Linked DNA regions of Oryzias latipes: region 1 is linked to region 2. The links are chromatin contacts, called in public Hi-C maps. All regions are on one chromosome and are shown on one strand. Each heading gives the region's core, a stretch centred on a gene start, on an enhancer-like site or on the middle of the called end of the contact. The rest is flanking DNA. Distances are from core to core; before and after follow the strand shown.

Region 1 (4,448 bases), core at 1,592-4,091, 420 kb after region 2:
ATATTTAGAACTGTCCAATAGAGTGACGCAGTCATCACCACACAGACGAGAGGCCTCAGGCACGAGGCATGCCCCCCCCTGCAACATCTCCACATAGCCAGCTGTGGTTTGACCCCCTTACACAACATTGTTCCAGTGAAGCAAACGCACCCCATACCATGATGGTTCCTCCTCCACTAGAAAACATTTCAGGTGGGATCTCTTGGTCATGACAGTAATGGTGGAAGCCATCAGGACCGTAAAGGTTACATTTGATCTCATCAGAGAAGAGAACTTGGTGTTTCCCTTGCAAAGTCCAACCAGGTAGTTTTGTGGCTTTGAAGACGCTGCTTGTGTTTGAAGCCCTCCTCCTGCAGGAGCGGTCTGATCGTTACCTGGCAACAGTCGGCACCAGTGATGGCTTTAATTTGGGTCGAGGACCGTCACGTGTCTTGGTGAACAGCCCATTGGATCCTCACATCAGTGCCAGTCATTTATTTTTGGGGTCTGCCACTTGACTTTTTTGTTCAGTAACCCTCAGAATCTTTTGAAAAACTCAAAACTATTGTTTCACTGCGTCCAACCTCAGCAGCGAAGGTTGGTGGTGAGAGGCCGTGTTTATGCAGCTCAACGATCCTGCAAGATTCACAGAAATGAAGCTTTTCTGCCTTTGCCATCAAGAGACCTAAACAGGATGATTACTTATTAGAAAATCCTATGTCAAATGTTAATTTTGGTAAAACTTCTGGTTCTTAAAGTTTGTGGGCTCAAACTTTTGATCAGCTGATGAACAGCCCAGTTCATTTAAATGGCAGCTGATCAATGTGGACAGTGACAATAAAGGCTTATCTTATCTAAAACATATTTGTCTTCTTGCTCCTTTTTTATTCTTTTTTGTTTTTTTTAGTTTTGAAGCTCTATTTAGAATCTTGTCAAGGTCCAGCTGGTAAGAATGCAAATTCTTGCATTCTCTTAACTGGTTTAAAGATTTTGATCAGGACTGTTTTTGTGCTGAAACTCAGGATGAAAGCTGACGTTCATCGGCAGAGAGCGAGAGCAGAGCCGATACCCCCAGCAGGTTGCCTAAAGATGATGTCAGCAACATCTGCTAACAGCACAGATCTGCATCGCTCTCTGTGTTCCGAAGCTCCTAAGACATCGTCAAACCTACGAAGGAACGTCAACGTTGAGGAGTAATTTCTTTGAGGCCTACAGGGAAGCTCTGAAGTTCTGGGGGGTTTTTTTGGATCCGAAGGCAACAGCTTCCTCGAAAGTCCTGAAGAAATCATTCAAATAACATGAAAGTCCAAAGCTCCCAAATGACAGCGACTCAACAAAGTCATACAGACACACAAAAATAAATACAATACTGTACAGAACTGGAAATACCTTACTTCTTTGTGGCGGAGGATGGAGTGAGATGGAGCTGGCTCCCAAGAGGGAATAATAAACTTACTAACGGAAGAAAGAGTGTTTGGGAGGTGGGGGGTGAACGGGACGGGGGGGGAGCTGCTGTCAGAAGTGATTAAGCCATCGCGGATGTGATAATTGGGCAGTGGAGTGTGCTGCAGGTTTCTGGAAGGGACTGGCACATGGAGGGGCCAGATGATAGCAGCGGGTGGGCCGTTCAAGGACACATGGAAGATGCAACACAGTTCCCTTTGACTATAAACCCAAGCACGATACATTCATGAAACCTGGGAGTCGGAGGCGCTCCTCGCTTTGAGGCGGGACGTGCCTTTTGGAAAAACAGGCCTGCATGCTGGCAGCCACTGAGCGGCGTGCTTCTCCTACAGTGTGTGTGTGGGGGGAAAAACCTGGGCTGTAGAGGTCGGGGGGCCAAGCATTTAAGACGATAAAATGACATTTCCCAAACAGACACGCACATGGACAGGCACTAGTATGAACTTGGTCACATGCCGTCGCGCCGCCCGTGCTTTTAAAAGGTCTGACGCTGCTACAACAGCTTCACTGGAATTCCTGCTTTAACAGTCAGCTAAGGAGCCGAGACAGAAGGGGACAGAGCGTCCCACCAGGAACACACCGAGACCCACTACAAACACTGGCACGTTGATGCGACTGCACTCCCACCACTGGGATCCTTTTCCTAAGTACCTACTGTTTTTTTGTTTTGTTTTTGGCATTGTGCAAAAGAAACAACAACAAAAAACAACCCTCCCAGCTCAAAGATCTAAACTGGCAAGTATAAATAGTCTCTAAATGCTTTCTGCTGGCAGAGGAGTTCCAATGACACACTAGAAAAGGCTAGCTTGCACCCGCACACTCCCGCAGCGTTAACCTGAAGGTCAAAGGGAATGCATATATAACTGTTTAAATATCATACATAATTTAAAAGGAACACAAAATCACACCATAAAACTGTAAAGTTATTGTCTGAAGGAAAAAAAAAAAAGAGTTTGGAAAAGAGAATGGAAGTTCACGTCGGAGAAAAGGACAAAAACATGGCAACAGGCGTTTCTATAAGCTCCAGCCGAGGAAGAGACTCTTCATTCCTCCACTTCCAAACGGAGATCCAAGCAGCTCACTACACCGACCGTGTTCGGGTTGAACATACAAAAGTAAAAGAGGAAAATAGATTTTGTTCTTTGTACATGGTGCCACACCTTTCCCATTCCTTTTTGTTTAAAAAACTTCCAACGTGGTGTTTCGTTTTCTCAGGTAGCATCTTTGCCGTTTGTGCCGGGCTGGCTGCAGAACAACAGAAATCAGGAGTTCATGCGTTTCTGACCTGCAGCAGCTGCATCAACACTCCGTCCACAGCTGACCTCTTAAAGTGACAACATCCTGTTTCAGAACTTGTGCCCTCCCTTTAAGCAGCTGAGTCCTGGCATGAGCCCACCCATCGGTCTGCTCTGTTGGGGGTCAGTCTAGTTTCTGCAGTCAGCTTGTGAATGGGTTGGTTACTGCATTGAAGCTGGGGCCCAGACTCTTGCTTTTACCCCTCTGGGGTCAGTCCAGCGATATAACGTCAGGTATCCCACTGTAAATAGCTGCCACTGCGTCAGTGCCGCTCCGGCTGGCCACCACCCCGGGGTGTGTGTGTGAGGAGTGTGAGCCCGTGAGGGAGGACGAGTGCGTGGAGTGAGTGTCCCGGAGGCTGCTGGACGAGACCAGGCTACTGCTGCTGCCAGAGCTGCTCGCCCCGTTGCTGGGTGCCGTTAGCGAGGCGGCGGGGGACGCTCCTGATTGGTTGAGGTACAGCTGGGTGGCGGAGGAGGAGGAGTTGTAGGGCAGGAAGCGGTTGAAGAGCAGCTCGTGGTCATCTGAGGCCGAGGCCGCGGCTGCTGTTGCCATAACCATGTTGTAATGCTGCGGGGAGGAGGACAAGCCACAAGTGGGTGAGGTCGCTCAGCACAGATGAAGACGTCAACATGAAACGCATGGTTTAAGTCTGAACTTTATTCACCTAAAGCTACGTACACACCGGGCACGTCAAGTGTGTTAAAGAACGCGATGAACACGGGTTCTTGAACACACTTTCAGTGTTCAAACTGGACTGTCACTACCCGATAAAACGCATGTACTCAGAGTAGAAGGAGGCTTGGTGTGAAGTGTCAAAGAGGTGCAAATCTGGTCAATCTTTCTCCAGACTTTTTCTTTCACAGCTCTATTGTAGTCTATAAAAGACCTGGTGTCACATCATTCTGACTGGGCACAAACCGCAATTATTCATTTCTCCTCCATGATCAATTTCAAACGGCCGGCACTTCCAATGTTTGAAAAGGACGCTATTCATAGATCACTACCCAATCCAAGTCCCTAATTGGTCAAAGTTCAACAAGAACGCCTTAGTGAAATAATGAACAGATGAGTGTTACATGGAGGTTTGGCCACTAGGCGGAGCTCGTGCTATAGCATTGCACTTTATTCCAGAAGATTTGAGCAAAGGTTACTTTAAAAAAAAAAAGTTTCCTTCAAAGACTTTGGAAAATTCATGCCTGTGAGTAAATAAAGCTGCTCAGTTAGTCAGCAATGTCTGTTCAAGTCGACCAAGCATTAGCATTAGCCGTCCTATGGGAAATTCCATTATGTGTTAGCATCAAGCTAGCAGAAGTTGGCTTTACTGCTGTTATGCGTTAGGTCACCGGAAAAGTAAAGGCATATAAGACCATTCTCTATTTTTATGGATCGATTATTGATCTATTAACCCTGGATCGATTCAGATCGATTGATCGATTTTATCAACCCACCCGTACTTTGAGGCTCCCACTGGGTTTTGGTCTGTAAGAAACCGGACTAAATGGCTGTTTAAGCCTTAAAGTTTGCAGCCACCTGTCCTATAACATAAAAAGAGCCTCTCTATGCTGTTGTTGGCTCGCTTTAGGCCTCTGTTCCTCTTCGCTTGGGTTATTTCAAAAAGTAACTGTATAATAAAGTGGGTATTGGGCCTTGCCAGCTTAATTCACATTTCTTTAGGCCTCTGAAGAGGTTCTTCAGCACAGAAGAAA
Region 2 (5,117 bases), core at 428-2,927:
TTGACATGTTCTCCCTACCATGACAAAGGTGGATAAAGGTGGAGAGGATTTAATGTAATCCATGGACACCATTGAATATCACAAATCATTGAAGAAAAAAGGTTCAGAGCACTGTCTAGTGGGTCTAGATGACCCAACTCCCAATGTCAAAGTGCCTAGGATAGCACAGTTGTTATAAAAAAGTAAAATAAAACATCAGTCTGTGTTTTATGTTTTACTAACATGTTGGGAGTTACCTGTATTACCTGTAATGCTTCTAATGTGAGTAACACGTTACAAACAAATTCTGGAGTTATCGTAAGCGCAGTTAGAGTCAGTCTGATAGACAGAGTGATCTCTGACACTTTGGTCTTGCTTAATGAGGATTACAATTCGTGCGCATACGTTTGATAATTGACCTTTCACTGACAGTTGGCCTTATAGTATGGGATGCCCTATAATACCCATTATTGATGTTATATTATATAGATTATTTCTGAATGTCGTGTTGCTGCCACAGATAAATGAAATTTCCCCATTGTGGGATTAATAAAGTCATCTATCTATCTATCTATCTATCTATCTATCTATCTATCTATCTATCTATCTATCTATCTATCTATCTATCTATCTATCTATCTATCTATCTATCTATCTATCTATCTATCTATCTATCTATCTATCTATCTATCTATCTATCTATCTATCTATCTATCTATCTATCTATCTATCTATCTATCTATCTATCTATCTATAGCAAAAAAATTCTGTGCAAGTCAAAATTGTCCTGCACATGAGTATTGTGCCTAATTCACTTGATCTAACTAATTCCTAAATGTAAAAATTGTTTGTGCAAACTTATTTCATTTGTGTGTTAAAAACTCCTAGTTGAGAAATTCTTCATTCTGACAAAAATGGTTTGAATTTTCTGCCTCCTTGTTTTGGTCAGGAACCATAAAGGTTTGTTCTGTTCACCTGACTGAGTATAGCTCCCCCCCCCCCCCCCCCCCCCCAGCTGTTTGTGTTCGTTCCAACTCCCTGAAACTTATAGTAAAACACACAGAATTACACATTTCACCCCAAGAGAGTCTTTAGTCTGCTTCAACGCCAACATGGCAGTCTCGGCCCGCCCCGTGACCCCGCTCTCAGAGTACGACTGTTACCTGGAAAGATGAGGCAACATAAGGAACAATGGAGAAACAAGGACTTTTTCCATTACAGGAATTAATCAAATTACTGCTTTGAGCTTCAAGCAGGCTTTGTTAATGGGGCCTGTGCAATCAATTATCTTAATTGTTTCATTTAGAGAACCTGCATGTTTCAGGAGCAGGCGCTGGAGCTGGAGGGACGGGCTCAATCCCTCTGCATAATTGTAATCGTCAATAGATTGACTTTGGAAAGTGAGAGCGTCCATCACGATGATGAGTGTTATTGCCTATCACTCAGAGCTGGAGATGCTGATGGTAAAAAAAAACAAGTTTGAGAAACACCCTGAGCTTTTGTTAATTAGATTAACACTCAGGTTTAATTCACACGAAAAAGACAAATACATGGGAGTCTTCAGGATTTTTGCAGTCCTCCTCCAACATGTGTTGTGTCACAGATTTCTCAGAGGAAAGGCAGCCAGCATCAATACAGTTGAGCGGCTTCCATAGACGAGTGAAGGAGATTGATTATGATCACCTGCTGTGCTCTGATGAGCTGTCACTGTGAGCGTGGCAGCTGGTTCCTGAATGACACCCGCTCCCTCTGCAAAAGTCCTCAAACACAGAGGCCAGGGGAAATCTGTTCAGTGTTTGTACTAATAAACCTGTTTAGACATGTGTCAGAAGCTTGACACGCATCCAAAGTCTTCTGTCTTTACTAAAAGTGGGAAAAAAAATCACACTCTAGCTGCTGGTTGTTAGGAGAACTACGTAATGGGTGGTACTCTGATGAAGGTCAAGCATTTATCACACTCATTTGTCTGAACAGTGTGTGAAGTGCTCTTCTTGGTGAGTTCATTGTATAATCACTTATTCTGCATAGTGGCTCTTTTAAACATTGATTTACAGAACTGGAGGGATTGCAAAACTGCAAGATAAAACAAAAAACCCACAATCTTCCGATGGGCGCCACAGTAAGCTGGCAGTTAGCGCTCTGTGTTAGCTTATTAATACCCTGGTTTTTTTTTACATGTGGTGAGTGCAGTGGCGTGCCTGCCACTCCTGTTCAATCTGTTTTTCACCACCTTCTGGGTCTGAGGTAGTCTGCAGGTGCATTGTTTACACGATCAGTTCTTGTCGCTTGGCAACAACAACATGACGCAGGAGAAGCGACCAGGGATCTCAGAGGAGGCTGAGGAGACGGGGGTGCTTCAGAGTTTGTAGGACTCTTTAAAGAAAAAACAACGTTTTTTATGATGCCGTTGTTGCATCTCCCCTCTTCTACGGTGTGAGCTGTGGGGGCAAATGCACTGACAGGAACAGGAAGAGGATACATAAACTGGTGTGGAGATGTGGCTCCGTTCTGGGATGTCCCCTAGAGTCTGTGACTCTGGTGTGGGAGAGGGCGGGACGTTATGGAAACTGGAATCCATCATGAACGATCCTCTTCATCATCATCTTCTCAGTACACTGAGGAACTCCTTTAGTCAGAGACTTAAACAACTCACTGCAGGAAGAGAGCTTTGACAGATCTTTTTTCCTGTCAGATATTAGACTCTACAACACTTAATAGACAGTGGAATAGAAGTATTGATGTAATTCATTTTCTGAGTATATCTTAGTGTTATTTATTATTTATTATCTATCTGCTGTTTTCACCAGAGCTCTGGTAACAAGGTACGTTTCCCTTTGTGGGATCAATAAAGTTCTCTTCTATTCGATTTGATTTATCCGTATTTTCCGGACTATAAGTCGCACCGGAGTATAAGTCGCACCAGCCCAAAAATGCATTATAAAGTAGAAAAAAACACAGATAAGTCGCACTGGACTATAAGTCGCATTTTAACTTTCACAACCTTATATGACACAATCATAGCAGACTAATAATTTCACAGTAATTTTTTCTCAAACTTATTTTTTTATTCTTTTCATGAAGCATCATTGGCCAACTAATACTCTGTTTTCATCCTGTATTTGTTGAAACAGTTTTCACTTTTATTGCATTTCTGAATCTATGAAATCATTGGAAAATAGAATATAATGTTGTTAGCCTTCAAGATCTTACTGTAAAAAAAAGTTTGCTGATTCTCTGAGTCACTTAACATACTCTTAACACTTAACATACCTCATACATCAAATTGACCCAGGAACATCATCTCTGTTCCTCACAAATGAACATAACAGGAGGGTTAACAATGTATTTATTTCAATTTAGTTCTAATATAAGTCGCTGCGGAGTATAGGTCGCACCCCTTGCCAAACTATTAAAATAAGAGCGACTTATAGTCCGGAAAATACGGTAGTAGTTTACAGGTGAATGCATCGAAATGAAGCAGACCAGGGAGCTTGTGACCCGCTAATAGTAGATTGTACGTAACATACAGAAGTTTATTTAAACAACATTTTTTAAATTGCTCCTGATTTACAATGATTTGAATGACGTAATATGCAGAAATGCATTTTCTTTACATTTCTTTACACAAGGGCAATACACGAAGAACATGTTAAAAACACCAAAAACACAATTTTCATCATTTTTAAAAAGAAGAGTTTTGTAAGTCAAAGTGATGCTTGCTTTAACTCTACACACTGTGTGTGAATGTAGCTTAAAAAAAATCCTTTATTTTTAAATCAGTTTTCAAAAATTTTTTTTTCTTTTCTTTTAAAGTAAATTTTATGTTGATTATTTCTATGATGTATTGTGATTTTAATGCATTTTTCTGTTTTGGGAAGCACCTTGAATTACTTTGTGTATGAATTGTGCTATACAAATAAACTTGCCTTGCCTAAATTCTCAGTCTGGAACAAAGACTAAGAATGTAAGTGGTGAGGCTGTTGCTGTATTTCAGTCAGACTCATTGTTGTGGCTGAGATTTCAGATTTCCCTCAAACTCATGAACAGACTTTGAGCGCATAAGACGATTTAGCTGCTATTCGCTTTAATCGCGTTACGTCTGTGCAGAACTGAAGGCCTTTTTCTCTTTACATAAATAAGCAGTCGGCACGGTGACAAATTCAATTCACTGCTCTATAATTAACCTTTAGGGGAAACTCATTTCAGACTTAAATGACTAAATGAGCTCAGGTAAAGCTTAACTTGATTATGCCACACACACATGCATAGATACACATTGGAAGTCCTATCTATGAGGCGAGGAAACATTGTCATTTATTAGAGCACAAGCAGTTTTCTGCGTGAGCTGGTAAATTCTGTCTCTAGCATCAATAAAATTAAACTCGTCAGAGGAATACTGACTTTCTGCTTGAATTCACAATGTTAATTAGCCAGCTGGGATTTTTTGAAATAAGTTATTGCTTCTTTATCTTGTGCTCTGAGTGAGTGATTCTCATAGAAGCCTTCTCTGTGCCTCCCTGTCATATGCAATGTGTGGGGTTAAGTTGCAAACTAATTGCAAGGAAGTGTGTAACTAATGACTTCCACGATGCTGCAGCGTATAATGTCTTCCTGTTTAAAATGGAAATTGCTTATTCGGGTAGCAAATTTAAGTTGCCAACCTTAAACTCTTATCATTTTTGTTTTTTAAATTGGATCCATTTCAGTTTTGTGGTTTCAATTCTGCTCTACAGAGACATGACAAGTGTTTCTTTTAGCCTTCATTCTCATTTCTTGTTTTAGCACTTTTAACTCTGGTAATTGTTCCTTTTTTGTTATTTTTGTGTACATACGTAATTTGAGCACCGCTTTAAAGTGTTAAAGTACCGGACAACAACTGTGAATTTTATCAAGTGACGGCTTTGTTGAGCAATGCATTTAAGGTGGTCATGCTCAGGTTTCTCTTTAAACAGCTGAGGTTGTTGTGGTTGCTTTGGTGCCGCCCGTGACCTTTGGAGCTGCCATCGATGCCCCACTGCAATCTATTAAGATCTGAACTTTCCCCTGTGCTCAGCCGAATGTGTGTCTTACAGCAGCCACTGACATTAAAACTCAATTAGCGAGGCCACTTACTAAATAATACATTAGGAAAGTGCATT

What was found. Hi-C and Micro-C count contacts between places; a contact is called where the count stands out from the background.
Region 1: a contact with region 2 is called in a Hi-C map of embryo, with 2.0 times the contacts expected there. The contact joins two enhancer-like sites. A contact is called at or near these places in 2 of 5 Hi-C or Micro-C datasets (embryo and fibroblasts).

The regions. Positions count from the first base shown.
Region 1 is chr3:12,426,735-12,431,182 of ASM223467v1, forward strand. It overlaps LOC101169428 (E3 SUMO-protein ligase PIAS1), which reads right to left. Exons shown (of 13, transcript XM_023953063.1): 13 at 1-3,309. The coding sequence ends at 2,950. Among protein-coding and RNA genes, the nearest start is that of LOC101169183, 5.4 kb to the left of the region's middle. Within about 2 kb of position 2,842, at least 1 of the 8 cell types and tissues checked has an H3K27ac peak or open chromatin away from gene starts, as enhancers often do.
Region 2 is chr3:12,007,129-12,012,245 of ASM223467v1, forward strand. No RefSeq gene overlaps it. Among protein-coding and RNA genes, the nearest start is that of kif23, 32 kb to the left of the region's middle. Within about 2 kb of position 1,678, at least 1 of the 8 cell types and tissues checked has an H3K27ac peak or open chromatin away from gene starts, as enhancers often do.